Regions from separate parts of the Mus musculus genome. Here region 2 is linked to region 1. Evidence: chromatin contacts called from public HiChIP or PLAC-seq data. All regions are on one chromosome and are shown on one strand. Each heading gives the region's core, a stretch centred on a gene start, on an enhancer-like site or on the middle of the called end of the contact. The rest is flanking DNA. Distances are from core to core; before and after follow the strand shown. Region 1 holds the start of Creg1 (cellular repressor of E1A-stimulated genes 1). Region 2 overlaps Cd247 (CD247 antigen).

Region 1 (3,544 bases), core at 547-3,046:
TGACCCCTAATCTACTCTTCTAACTACAGGCCTGGCTTCCTCTCTATTGGTGTACCCCAGACACTTGCTGTTTCTCCTGACCATGTGCTCATGGTACCTCCTCCTCCTCTTCTTCCTCTTTCTCTACTCCTCCTCCTGCTCTTCCTCTTCCTCCTCATCTTCTTTCTCCTCTTCTTCTTCCTCCTCCTCCTCCTCTTTCATTCTTCCTCTTTCCCCGTCTCACCTACCTCTAATCCTTCCAATGACTGGCTGCAGCCAATTTTATTTAACCAATAGATGTAAATCAAGGAACAAGGTCTGTACAACAAAAGCTTGTAAGCATGAGAAGTCACTAATAGGGCTAGACTTTCTCATATAGAACCTAGCATTACAATACATAGCAAAAGACCAAACCTCAACACACGTGAATGGGAGAGAGAGAGAGAGAGAGAGAGAGAGAGAGAGAGAGAGGCAGAGACAGAGAGAGAGACAGAGAGACAGACAGAGATCAGGAGAAAGACAGAGTAGTGGGCCAGATTGGGGTGGGGGGCTAGCTAGAGGCAGACCTCAGAATATCTTTCCAGAAATCTCCTTTAGGAGTCTCACACCAGTCCCTAGAATAGAGGCTAAGCCTGATTTTTATATCATTTTAGAGGTGTCAGGAAGTTTCACATCCCATGATTTAGTTCATCCTGGCCTACATGACAGGGAGCTGGGTGCCACAGACTAAGAGGAGCTGCCAAGGAGCTGAAGGGGTCTGCAACCCTATAGGTGGAACAACAACATGAACTAACCAGTACCCCCAGAGATCGTGTCTCTAGCTGCATATGTAGCAGAAGATAGCCTAGTCGGCCATCATTGGGAAGAAAGGCCCCTTGGTCTTGCAAACTTTATATGCCCCAGTACAGGGGAACACCAGGGCCAAGAAGTAGGAGTGGGTGGGTAGGGGAGGGGGGGGTACAGGGGACTTTCGGGATAGCATTTGAAATGTAAATGAAGAAAATACCTAATATTTTTTTAAGAAAGAAAAAAGAGTAGCGGCTAAGCACGGACTGCTTCATAACTCTGTTAGGAAGAGAGAGAGCTGCAGAGAGGTGTGGCCTGATTCAGACTATAGGATGGGTGGGGCTTAAAAGATTCTAACAGTGGCCACAGTTTTAAAACGACGCAAACACGTTTGCATACATTTTCTAACTCCCTAGGGTAGCAGAATGAAAATCCTCCACGGGCTTGGAGGATCTGCCAGAATAAATGCATGAAACCACGAATTTAACCGAGCTAGATGACTTGACAGGTCTCAAATGGACAAGGTCAAAGTCTTGAGTGGGATACCGAAAACTAACAAAGTGGCTTTATCTGAAGACTCTTCTGGGCCAGGAATTTTTAAGTTCCTGCATGTCGGTATTTCTGTACTGTACTACATATAGGCTTGCTTGCTAACAGTCAGTAAACAGAAAAGAGCACACAGAAAACTCACGTTCTCTTAGATGCCAGGCAAGCATACTCAAAGACATTAAAAAGGAGGTGTGTGCGTGCATGCAGGCAGCTTTTTTCTAGCACTGTGACTTAGGAAGTTGCTTAATTTCTTCTAGACCTCATTTATCTGTCTGTAAATCAAACAAGCAAAACAAATATCTCTTTAGGGCAAATTCGCACTCTTCACAGAGCAGATCACAGGACACGGTGAACAGACCATATGCTTCTGGAAACTGGGTTGCACTGGAGCCACGCCCCCTCTTGCCTGCTCATCTCTGATTGGCTTTCTCGGAGGGGCGGAACAACGGGCAGGCAATAGTTACCCCGGCAGAGTTTGGTCGGTGGGCAGGGACTCCGCAGTCAGCGTCATGGCTGCCCGTGCTCCTGAGCTCGCGCGTTCCCTGCTTGCTGCCCTTCTGGCGCCCGCGCTGGTGGCACTACTGGTGTCGCCGGCCTCGGGTCGCGGAGGCCGGGACCACGGGGACTGGGACGTGGACAGGCGATTGCCTCCGCTGCCACCCCGCGAAGACGGGCCGCGCGTGGCCCGCTTCGTGACTCACGTCTCAGACTGGGGCTCGCTGGCCACTATCTCCACAATAAAGGAGGTGCGCGGCTGGCCCTTCGCGGACATCATCTCAATCAGTGACGGTCCTCCGGGAGAAGGCACGGGCGAGCCCTACATGTACCTGAGTCCACTGCAGCAAGCCGTGAGCGACCTGCAGGTGAGCGGGAGCGCGGCGCGGTTTCCCAGACCCGGCAGAGCAGGAAACCAGCGTCTCCAGTTTAGCTCGCTGGGGAGAGCGTGGGTCTTAGAGATAAGACTTTTGAACCCAGCTCACATGACTGTCTCTTCTGGCCTGCGCTGGCTAGGCGGAGGTTGTAGCATCCCAGATGTTGGGGAACTACCAGGAAGTTCCTACTTACCCTGTTACTGGTCTAAGCGCTTGGGGTAAATTCTTTGCCAGTACCTGGAGCACTTCACACCCTTCAGATAGTCAGGCGTCCTCTTTAGGCGCTGTCTCTGCATAAACTGCACTCTTGTGATCTAAAGGCATACAGATTGTTGGATAGTTTAGCGTTTGGCTTATGTGACTTCGGAGATTCTCTTCCCTACCTTTACCTATCAGCAGTGGGAAACTACTACACAGCATTATAGTTGACTGCGGACCTGGCTCTGCTTACAGCTCAGGTGGAAACAGCCTGGGAGGGAAAGGCCACACAGGAGCCCAGAAATGAAGCCTGACTCGGTGGAGGGTCTGTGGCAAAACTGAGAAAGCTTGGTGTCGTGGTAAACAGTGAGCCAAGAGACGCCGACGCTTTAACCAAGCCCTTGCCATGGTATGTGCCTAGGGCTTTTCGGTTCCACCTGTTTTCATTCATTGTCTCTTGTAGTAACTCTTAGAAACAGGCATGGCTATTCCGGGTTTACAGATGAAGACATGAGGTTAAGTAATTTGCGCAAAGCCAGGGGGCCAACCCTAGTTCACCTCAGACCCACTTGTCTTCAAAGCACAGGCCACAGGACTGGGACCCATGTGCTAGAATAGAAGAGACCCGTTTTCTTCAGCCTCCACAGAGTTCTGTATTGTTCTAAACAAATTTAAATTAGCTACTGCCTTTTAAAACTGCAATCCTAGGGGCTAGGGAAATAGCCCAGTTGGTAAAATACTTGCCATGTAGGCGCGAGGACCTGTATTTGGTCCTCAGTACCCATCTTGACAGCTTGCACGCACATGTGATCCTACACTGGCTCAACGGCTTGCACACACTTGCACACACGTGTGATCTTGCACTGGCCAGGTGGCTAGCTCCCTGGCCTGCCAGCCAAGCGGAGTCAGTGAGCTTCAGACCGCAGGGAGAGAGAGCCTGGCTCAAAAAGCCAGTTGGATGGCTCCAGCTTCTGAGGAGTGACCTCCAAAACTGACCTCTGGCCACACCATACACTCATTAATACCCAATGCACCTGTGGTGCACCTGCACTCTGCACGCGTGCGCACACACACGCAGGATAAAATTTTAGAGAACAAAGTCTATTGATTTGCTCTTTAAGTTTCTAACTCTTCTTGAAAAGGTTAAAGACCTAGCAGCA
Region 2 (4,118 bases), core at 330-2,829, 65 kb after region 1:
TCTTGAATATCTAGGCTCCTTCCTGCACCACTCACCCACTTGGCTTCCCCTTTGTTGAGCTGTATTCATGGAGGAAGCCAAGTTGTTAATCCCACAGAGTTTCCCACAGTCTGCATTTCACTGGGTGCACACCTGAGCTGTTATTTAACTCATTCCTTCTTTCCCCCTTGCACATACACATGGAGTCTTGAAACGACTCAGGTTTGCTGCTGGAGCAAGGATGCTAGAAAGTGGTACTCTTCTCCTGAGGCTTACGGCACATCACACGTGTTTTCTTGTGATGATAAGAGCCAATGACAACCATTGCATAGAGGGGCTATCTCATTAGGAATAAGCTATGTTTTCATTTGGGGGTAGAAATGTTCCCTCCTTACCTGTTTGGCTGCCCTGATACATGCTCAGGGTAAACGCTAGATTCCTTTCCTTTATCTACAATGACTTGCTTATATAAAATGGATTCAAAACTAATGCTGGGCAGAGGGCTCTGTTGTGTGAGTGTGGACAAGAGTAGTCATCCACCGCTCATTCTTGATACTCAGCGGTGGCTGTAACTGTACTTGTACAATTATAGTGTTGTATAATTATATTGTACAACAATTGTATTGTTGTCCTTGTGCATTTGTTTAATAGTTTTACAATTTGAGTGATGGTTGACAGGGAAATCTTAAGCAAGCAAACAAAAATGTTCCCCATCACCCTCAGAGGTGAAGTTTCAGGGTCATGATGAATGTGTGGACTTAAATATACCTACATCACTTAATATACTACACACAGTTCCTCATCTTATTGATGTGTGAGTTGTTCCAACATTGGCTACTGAAAAATTCCAAATTGTACATGTGTGCTGGAGGGGTCCACCTATGGGGACATATGTGCATGCTTGTAAGTGTGAAGGCCAAATGACAACCTTAAGTATCCTCCAGTTAGCATCCACCTGTCCTTTCTGAGCCTCTTACTGGCCTGGAACTAATGAAATACACTGGCTGACTAACCAGCAAGGCCCAGGGATCCACCTGACTCCACCACCGCAGAGACAGGATTAAGGGTATGTGCCACCAGGCCAGGCTTTTATATGTGGGTCTTGGAGATTGAGCCCAGTCCCTCATGCTTGCAGTACAAGGCCTTTGCTGACTGAGCTGTCTCCCTTTCCTCTTCTCCCTATCACCCTCTCATTGTTCTAGCACAACTCTAGAAGTGTTTGTGAGCATCTGTGCACTCGCATGATGTGGCTATGCCATGCCTGTTGAGCATTTCCCACTCCAGTGTGGGCTTGGCCAATCCTCCAAGGCCTGGCTGTTGTCTTCACAAAGGTTCTCTGTGTGCAGGACTCTCATTACTCCTTCTAGGCCCCTGCTACCTGGAAATATCCTTGAGACTCCAGTTAGGTGTGGTGACCAGGAGCAGAATTTTTCTCTCCACATAGCAAGCAAATATTCCTTTGCCACCCTCCACCCCCACTACCACCACACGCCACCTCAACCAAGCAGGTGTGCCAGGATGCGTTGGTTGTACCGGTGGGTGGGTGGAGGGAAAGGAGATTAGAATCTAACTATAAAGGCTCAGGCAGTCACTAGTTTGAGACTGGCTCCCCTTCCCCAGCCCGAGCCCTGCCCATAGCCACGGTGTCAGTACAGAGAGGGCAGTGAGTGTTTATATCTCCATCTATCTAGAATGAGGCAGGTTTATCTCACAAACTAAATCAGAAAGAAACTTTTAGGAAGGGAGCAATAGGCTATCTCCGGTTCCTACAGCTCTGTCTAATCAGCCGGGGGTAGGGTGGGCTGCACAGTGCAGGTAGAGATCCTGAGAGATAAGCACAGGCTGAAAGAGAGATAGAAAGGAACTGCCCAGATTAAATGGGTACAGCTGGCGAGGCCACACAGACTTGGGAGTCCTGGGTCCCCTCTACCACACTACATACACATCCGCATCCCCTCCGAGTCAAGAGTCACCTATTCTGCAAGAAGACTGTGTATGTCTAGTCAGCATATGAGGAACTTCTTCTTGAACATTCTTGAACATTCTAGACTTTGCAGAGCACACACACACACACACACACACGCACCCGCAAGGGAAACAGCCCCACATGTTGCCACTGGGTGACTTTGCTTGTCATCATGAGGATGGGCGAGAACCATGCTTGTTCTCAGAACAGTGTCCAAGTCCAGGCTGTAGCTGTTCTCAGGAGGAAGTGGACAGACAGGCCTAGAAAGGAGGAGTCAGAAGGGGAAGGGAGGCAATGGAGGTGCTGGGGCATCTGGTCACCACCCGGAGGTGGGAGGAGAAAAGCTAATGAGGTGTTCAGGGAAAGGCTTTATAATTGATCTTCTGGTATACTGCAGAGGAGATGCCTGTGTGTAAGGGATAGAGAAACCAGTGGTATCAGATGCCTAAGGAGCAGATGTTGGTCACCCCTCTGTATATACACATGCATGTATGTATGTGTGTATGTATGTATGTATGTATGTATGTATGTATGTATACACCTGGGGAAGGTGACTCAACCAGAACAGCATGGGCTGTGGGAAACCAAGACTCAGAGCAGAGGGACCCATGTGTGGGCAGGTGGCACAGATCTGAACCAAGGCACAGTGAATCCTTTTAAAGGCATGCAAGTCGCTGGGTCATGAGGCTGTTGAGTCAGGCACTTATGGTGGGTAAGGGGTCACACAGACATGCAACAATTGTCTTTCTCAAGAGTTTATAGGGATTGGGGTACTTCAATGGGAGCGTGTGCGTCTCGTCTTGGGTTCAATCCCCGGCACCAGTAAGCAAACCGTCCTCTCAAACCACTTATACAAATTACACCTATGTTATAAATACTGTATGTGACCTATGTTGTACCACACATCTATAACCTGATGTTTTTACAATCACATTTAAAGGTGTATGCATGCGCATGTGCACACGTGCCTGCTCACACACATGAATGTGCCATTGGCATGGATGCGGAAGTCAGAGCACAACTTGCAGGAACTGGTTTCTGTCCTTTTACCATGAGGGTCCTGGGTCCCAAACCCAGGTCTTCAGGCTTGGTGGCAAGCATTCTTACCCACTGAGCTAACTTGCCAGTGCCTTAATGACATCTTTGACAATGCCAGACCACACGGATGCCACTGGAATCATACAATTATACTACCGAGAGATGCTGTTGCGACCTTATCTATGACATTCCCCTAAGGTTGAAATCATTGAACAATGCATTTTTCAGAATTAGCCCTGTGGTGTGTCACATGACTGCCCTGTGGTGTGTCACATGACTGCCCTGTGGTATGTCACATGACTGTCTACACATTTAAACCTGATGCCTTTGCTCCCATGGTTTTATTTCTTTAAAGAAACCGAGTGATACACAAGGTCCAGGAAACCAATTTTATCAGAAGCCCCCTGGCATCCTCCCTGAGCCAGCTGTGGGATGGCAGGCCTGCTGCCTTACGCCTGGCAGTCTTGACTTTTGAATTTTACTGTATTTAAATAGACAAGGAAGGTCCTTCTGGCTAGACTTGCTTTTCTCGTGTCCTACAGTCTGTGCACGTGTGTGCGCATGCATGTGTATGTGCACACACGTGTATTTACACGCACAAATTCACTTAACAAGAGATAACCTGGGCTCCTGCCAAGACAGCTCTCTAACTTTTGTTTCGGGACAGGGGAATCTTTGAAACAAGTGTTCCCAAGAAAACGTAAGTGAACACATCTTTGATCTCAAAATGAGGAAAGATTTTCTAAGCCTACAGGTAGAGGTAGAGGGGGACAAAAGAATCTCCTAAATTACAATTTGCATGTATCAAAGATACCAACTGAAAGATAGAGGTAAAGAGAGACCATCTTAATATATGTACAACAATCCCTAATATGATGGGAAGAGACGAATAGTGCCAAGCATGTGCAAACGTCCATCCAGGAAGAATAAGCAAAGCTCATGGCCGTCAGATTCATAAAGTGACAACTGCACAGTGAAGAACGCGTGAAAAAATTCTCCAGCATTATTGGTAAGCCGATGCCCATTCAGGGTTAGATGCTGTGCTTGCTCACTGGATAGGCTGTATTACTTTGTTGTTTGTTTAAAGATACTACCCAGGGTTAGAAAAAATATCATAAACCAGGTTCCTTCAAAA

The links. HiChIP or PLAC-seq counts read pairs in DNA pulled down with a chosen protein or histone mark.
Region 2: an H3K4me3 HiChIP or PLAC-seq map of the SCID.adh cell line shows a contact between it and region 1, with 13 read pairs. The contact joins the enhancer-like site here to the promoter of Creg1 in region 1. A contact is called at or near these places in 3 of 484 Hi-C or Micro-C datasets (muscle stem cells, natural killer cells and nephron progenitors), 2 of 115 datasets of contacts at active chromatin or transcription factors (the SCID.adh cell line and pancreatic cancer cells) and 1 of 9 other capture datasets (adipose tissue).

What each region holds. Positions count from the first base shown.
Region 1 is chr1:165,761,962-165,765,505 of GRCm38.p6, forward strand. Creg1 (cellular repressor of E1A-stimulated genes 1) reads left to right here and starts at 1,797. Exons shown (of 4, transcript NM_011804.3): 1 at 1,797-2,177. The coding sequence starts at 1,824.
Region 2 is chr1:165,826,837-165,830,954 of GRCm38.p6, forward strand. All of the region lies in intron 1 of Cd247 (CD247 antigen), which reads left to right. Among named protein-coding and RNA genes, the nearest start is that of Gm23402, 19 kb to the left of the region's middle. Within about 2 kb of position 1,580, at least 16 of the 459 cell types and tissues checked have an H3K27ac peak or open chromatin away from gene starts, as enhancers often do. A contact at or near this core is called in the SCID.adh cell line, where this site is marked.